Regions from separate parts of the Mus musculus genome. Here region 2 is linked to region 1. Evidence: chromatin contacts called from public ChIA-PET data. All regions are on one chromosome and are shown on one strand. The core of a region is the stretch at or near the end of the contact, and the rest is flanking DNA. Distances in the headings are between cores, read along the strand shown. Region 1 overlaps Rexo5 (RNA exonuclease 5). Region 2 overlaps Mosmo (modulator of smoothened).

What was found. ChIA-PET counts read pairs in DNA pulled down with a chosen protein or histone mark.
Region 2: a contact with region 1 is called in an RNA polymerase II ChIA-PET map of effector CD8 T cells, with 8 times the contacts expected there. The contact joins two enhancer-like sites. A contact is called at or near these places in 4 of 39 promoter capture datasets (the HPC-7 cell line, cranial neural crest, maxillary cranial neural crest and 1 more) and 4 of 115 datasets of contacts at active chromatin or transcription factors (bone marrow-derived macrophages, effector CD8 T cells, large pre-B cells and 1 more).

What each region holds. Positions count from the first base shown.
Region 1 is chr7:119,799,240-119,802,426 of GRCm38.p6, forward strand. It overlaps Rexo5 (RNA exonuclease 5), which reads left to right. Exons shown (of 20, transcript NM_001370778.1): 3 at 326-438; 4 at 1,991-2,117. Among named protein-coding and RNA genes, the nearest start is that of Rexo5, 6.7 kb to the left of the region's middle. Within about 2 kb of position 1,927, at least 14 of the 459 cell types and tissues checked have an H3K27ac peak or open chromatin away from gene starts, as enhancers often do. A contact at or near this core is called in effector CD8 T cells, where this site is marked.
Region 2 is chr7:120,698,361-120,701,501 of GRCm38.p6, forward strand. All of the region lies in intron 1 of Mosmo (modulator of smoothened), which reads left to right. Among named protein-coding and RNA genes, the nearest start is that of Gm51495, 8.0 kb to the left of the region's middle. Within about 2 kb of position 1,536, at least 36 of the 459 cell types and tissues checked have an H3K27ac peak or open chromatin away from gene starts, as enhancers often do. A contact at or near this core is called in effector CD8 T cells, where this site is marked.

The sequences.
Region 1 (3,187 bases), core at 677-3,176:
GTAAACCCTAGGGCACTTGCTTCTATATCTTCATAATAGAACTGGCCCCTGCAGTGTTTGTCCCTAATGGAATAGAGTTCTTGAAAGCATGCATTGCATTTTAATCATCCTACTGTAAGCATACAACTATATACATAAACTGTACCAGTGTTTATGAAATATTATAATAACATCATACCACAAGTAACTATTTTAGACGTTTATTTTCAATTAATTAGAACAGTCCTTGTGTTTGTGTCTATATTAAAATTATCAGAAACTTGATAATTGCTTTTTTGCCATTCCTGAGCATTATAGCTTGCTGTATTCTAATTTGTCTTTGTAGAAAGCTCGCTTATCTACCATTTTATTTACTGACAACTGTGAAGTAACCCATAGACAGCTGTGTGAGTTGCTGAAGTATGCAGTTCTGGGTAAATCTGCTGTTCCTAAACCCAGGTATGAGATAAACTATTCATAAATCAGAGGTTTCACACTGGTTTCTAGAGGTCTATTCGTAGGTTGTTGACATAGATATAGATGGTAGATAGATGGTGGATACAAACAGATAGATAGACAGATAGACAGATATAGTTTGCAATTTGTGTATAAAAATCCAGATTGGTGATTTCTTCAAAAAACTTAAAAATTTAGCAACCATCTCTCTGTTTTCTCACCAGTCAGCATCTTTGTCAAAGGTGACAGAGATGTAGCAGTTTTTAGATAAGGGTGTGTGTACTCTAGTGTCCTACCTGGCATACTTTATTCATTATATCTCTCTGGCTATTACAGATACTGTAATTTGCTTCCCCTGGTGTGAATTTGATAGAGATCACATAATGTTATCTTAATAATTCTGGTTAGTCTTTTACTTTTCTTATAAAGAACAAAGAGATGGTAATATTTGAATGCTTTCAGTGATATTAGTGATGTGAAAATTAAATTATGTCTGTCTTAGTTATGGTTTCTATTGCTATGATGCAAAAATCATCACCAAAGTAACTTGATGAGGCAAGGGCTTATTTGGCTTATACTTCCATATCATAGACCATCATTGAAGAAAGTCAGGATGGGAACTCAAACAGGGAGGCAGGAGCTGATGCAAAAGCTATGGAGAGGTGCTGCTTACTGCTTGCTCATCATGGCTTGCTCAACTGTTTTCTTATAGAACACGGGACAATTGGCCTAGGGATGGTACCACCCACAATAAGCTGGACCCTCCTCCATGAATCACTAATTAAGAAAATGTCTTACAGCTAGATCCTATGGAAGAATTTTCCCATTTTAAGTTCCTTCCTTTTAGATGACTCTAGTTTGTGTCAAGTTGACATAAAACTACCCATCACAATACCCATCAAGAGTTTTAGATGCAAAGCCTTCCCCACCCTTACCTGTACCCTCCCTGGTTATTATAAATTGTCTAGATTTCTTAGACCCATCTTCTTTAGCAAGAAATACTGCCATCTGGTGGGGCATAATGGTGCATGCCTTTAATCTCAGCACTTAGGAGGCTGAGGCAGGCAGATCTCTGAGTTTGAGGCTAGCTTGATTATATAGCGAGTTCCAGGACAGCCAGGACTATGTAATAAGACCCAGTCTCAATGAAAGAACAAAGGAACGAGTGAACGCCAGCCTGTCATTAGACTGAAACCAGCCCTCATTTGATGTGCTGATTTAGGAAGAGTTACAGAACATGTTAGAAATCAACCTTTGTAAAATCAGAGTTCTGATTTAAGATAAATTTTTAGGGAGAAGAAGAGAACCATATGCCACAAATTGTTTTCTAATTCCATCCTGTCACACACAAAAGTGTCAATTGACATTTGATTTGAATATAACAAATATTTATTACAAAGAATTTTATTTAAGTTCTTTGAAGTAAAGGCTGTCTTCCAGTTACAGGAAGTTAGTGGTTGATGAAAGGTTTCATTAGCTGTTAGTCACCCTTTCATGCTTTTCTTCTGTATGCCTATAGCCATGTCGGTTTGATTTTTTTTTTTTTTTCCAACAGCTGGTGCCAGCTTTCACACCAAAAACAACTAAACAACGTGGTGGTTTTTATTCTGAAGGGAATGAGTCAGCTACATTTCTACAGGTTCTATTTGGAATTCAGATTTCTCCGAAAGACATTCAGACATGTAAGATAAGAAAAATTTGTATTAGGGGCTAAGTTAGAGCCTCCTATCCTGAGACTGGGGCATCATCTGAGAATATATTTCTCAACAACCTAGTTAAACAATCAGCAAGAAGTTTACATAGACAGCAAAAGTACTAAGAGCCCTATTTAGATTAGAATTTGACAGTGGTCTTCTTTGGTTATCTAGCAAACCAGTTATTCTCCAGGTATAGTATATAGCTTCTAGGTTGATTCTATTTTATTTGTAATACAGAAATTTTATAAATAGCAAAATTCCCATAAAATCTATTTTGTACCTCTTAAAGCATAATATAGGATGTGGTGGTACATAATTTTAACACCTGGAAGGCTGAGGAAGAAGGATGTGAATCTAGCATGGGTACAAGAACCTGTTTGAATTTGAATCCAACATGACCTATATGACCAGACCTTGCTTTAAAACAAACAAAAAAACGAATCTATGAAAACAATTTTTTTGTGGTTTTTTTTTTTTTGTTTGTTTTGTTTTGTTTTGTTTTTGTTTTTCGAGACAGGGTTTCTCTATGTAGCCCTCTTGGAACTCACTCTGTAGACCAGGCTGGCCTCGAACTCAGAAATCTGCCTGCCTCTGCCTCCCGAGTGCTGGGATTAAAGGTACCATTATAATACTATCATTATAGTACTATCTGGAGCTTACTAGTAGCTGCCGTCTAGAAAAGAGGCATGCGCTCTTTTGCCGCATAGCCTATTCTATTTCCCACTGTCCTGTTTGTCCATCTATCCTGAAGGCATTTGGGTCCATGAGCAAGACTTAATCTACTTTGGTCCTGGCTCTCTTGCTTTGGTCTCTGCTTCCACTTTACTGAGTACTTTTTCTATGATGAACCCTTTAGTAATCATACCATGTTCATCATCTTTAATGACCACTGTTGTCCTTTAAGAGACAACTTATTTGATTTATTTTATTTTTAAGAAAGGAGTAACTCACTAAAGTTAAGGGCTAATAAACTGTAGATTTGGAATTTTAGCCCAGATGAGCCTGTAACCAGAACTTTCCACCTATTCCACTCTGCTAAATCATCTGTCCTGACT
Region 2 (3,141 bases), core at 286-2,785, 900 kb after region 1:
TGATTAGTGTGATGGTCTCCAGTTTGTATGTTCACAGCTGGACATCCACCATCAATCTAGATGTAACCAGTTATAGAGCATTGTCATTATCTCAAAAAGAAGCCCTTGTACCCTCACCCCACCTACCCCAGCCCTACTTCTAGGGAGCTATTTAATCTACTTTCTATTTCTCTTGTCCTGTCCTACATGGTTTGTATAAATGGAATCCTAATCTGTGGTCTTTTATCACTGGCATTTCTGCATAGCATTCAAGCAGTATCCATATGGTGGGTAGTGTGCATCAAAGTCCCATCCCTTTTGTCGCTACTCAGGGATACACTTTTCTCACTCTAACTGGCACCTGGTTGTTAATGGATATTTGGGTTGTTTCCACCATTTGTGGTCATCATAAACAATCCTGATATGAACATTCATATCCATACACATTTTCATGTAGACAGAGTTTTTATATGCATATATACCTAGTAGTGATGCTGAGTAGTGTGGAGGGTTTCTGGATCAGCTAGCTGTTCACTGTGGTTCCAATCACTCTTTTACTTGCCTGTAAGTAGTGTATGAAGCTGCCAGTTTCTTTTTTGTTTCCTATAGTTTGAGTATGAGTCGCATATGTTTAGACTTTGTTCTTCTCCATTTCTGTGGTAAGTTTTAAAGGCTTTTTAAAAGCTCTTTTGTTTGTTTGTTTTGAACTGTGTCTGTGTTTGTGCTCATGTGTGTGTGAGTGGCCAGAAGAGGGTGTTTGATTCTCAGAGCTGCAGTTAACAGAGCTGCCATTGAGAGCTGCATGACATGGAGGCTGCAAACTAAACTCTGATCCTCTGCAATAGCGGCCTTCCCTTAGCTGCTAGAGATTTAAGTAAAGCCTGAGGCCTGCTGTTCTCTGAGTTGCAGCTTGTAGGAGCCCTGTGATGAGACGGAAAGGTGTACAATGAATGCAAACCACTGTGGCCCTGGGATTAGGTCCAGTCTTAATGTCTGCATTCTGGGTTGTGGCCCTTTCAGGGGCTTCTTGGTTCTTTCTCCTCTGAGACAGGAAGCCAGAAGGATTGGATATTTGGTTAAGGTGAGAAAAGTACTTTCTTTTTTGAGATGTCTGCTTGGGTTCTGGTGAAATGGTTTCTTTTCAGCCACATTTTTTATTAAAGAACAGATGTTCTGGGCTTATTTCAAAACAGATAGTTTGCTCTTTTACCAGTTGTCTGCATGAGGCAGCCTCTTGATCATTATTGTGAGCTAGAAACCAATAAGGTTCCTAGAGACAACCTCCAGAAAGTGGCTCCTCCCACCCAGATCGCCTCTTAGAATTTCCAGCTCTCAGAGTTGTTCACAGGGAACCTGACATCCCTAATCAGCAGGAAGTAGTCTAAAGAGGTCTACATCCCTTTTGCCTCTATCTTTCTTTCTTACCTAGTGTTGGGGGGTTGGAAGGGTAGAAGTATAAAAACCCAATAAAATAGCCACATACACACAGACACACACACACACACACACACAGTGCGTCATCAGTGGTTTGCCCTGTAGCCCCAATTCTCTGATGACTCTAAGAACTGCTGACTTGGTTTGTTCAGCACGACGCGGCCTCACACGCCTGACAGAAGTGAGAACTTACTACTGAGTTGGTCAAGTTTACACCTGCATGTTTTGTTGTTGTGTTGTGGTTTGGAGGAGCTACTATTATAAAAACATTTATAACAGTCAGTATATTTACTTTCTTGAGTTATGGCATATTAAATTAATTACTAATATACAAGAATGTATTTTTGTATGTTGACCTTACTTCCTACAGAATTTATTACTTCTGGTAGTATTCTGAAGGATTTAATTTCCTTTCTTGACTGTTCTGGCTAGAACTTACAGTACAAACATCTTTTGTTTTACTCTTTATCTGAGAAGGAAAATGTTTAGTCTCTCTCCATTAAACATACTAGTGTGGGTTTATTTGGAGTGTTTGTTTGTTTGTTTGTTTGTGACAGGGTCTTGCCATGTAGCCCAGGTTGGCCTCAAGCTTTTGATTATCCTCCTGTCTCAGTCTTCCAAGTCCCTTTTGTTTTGGTTTGTTGTTGGGTTTTGTATAATGTTTATTTGATTGAACAGGCTCATTTCTCTACCAGACATAGTGATAACTGATAGGCTTTTTCTCTCTCTCAGCGACACAGACATAGGCCAGATTAGATCAGATTAAAAGTAGAGAAAGGTAGGTTTATTAGGGGCAGCTCTCAGATGGGTTCACTGGTCTCACAGGTGGAGCTCAGTGAAGTCACACATCCAGGCTAAAGCAAGGGTTTTTGTAGAGTTTAGGTGAGGTGTGATGAAGTTCCTACTAGGACCCGGGATTATGCCCATACATGATCAAAATCTGAGCTCCTGGGCGGGCACTCTTGGGTGGGTTACCGGAAACGGGGACATGTTAGCCCGGAGTTTTCTTCAAGCAGACAAGGGAGTTTTCACAGTGCTGGCCAGGTTGGGGAAAGGAGACGGGGATTTCCTAGCTGTACAGGGGATGAGCAGGGATTTCAGCCTGAGTAGCGTTTTTGTAAAAATCTATACTCTTAGGAACACTATTGACAGTGAATTTTGTTTACTTACTTTTTGAGATAGGGTATTCAGGCTATCCTGGAACTCACTAAATAGCCCAAGCTGGCACTTGGTAATCCTCCTGCCTCAGCGTCCACGTGCTAGAATTACAGGTGTGAGCTATCATGTCCAGTTGATACCTGATTCCACAGAGTCCATTCTGAGCTCCTCAATTACATTTGTACTCATTTCTGTTTATTATAAGGTTGTACATGGTTTCATCACCTTGTGTCTACAATCACATTAACAATAAGACACACTTGCATGCATCCATGAACGGTCCTGGCACATAGAAGGCATCCAGTGTGTGTATGTGTGTATGTGTGTGTGACTCGGTGTACATATGTGTGTAAAAGTGGATGAAATAAGGAAAGGAATAGGTAAGAAATTACTTGAATAATTTCAGGATTAGAATGTGGTGACTTGAACAGAAACCATTGCATCAGGAATGAGAAGAAGGAATAAATAAGGAAAATTAACAAACAAAATGATTTTGACAAGTTAGAGGAGACTGAGATAAGCAGTGAAAGTGGCTCCAGGGTTTCTAAACTGGATGACCAGGGCCTGTTA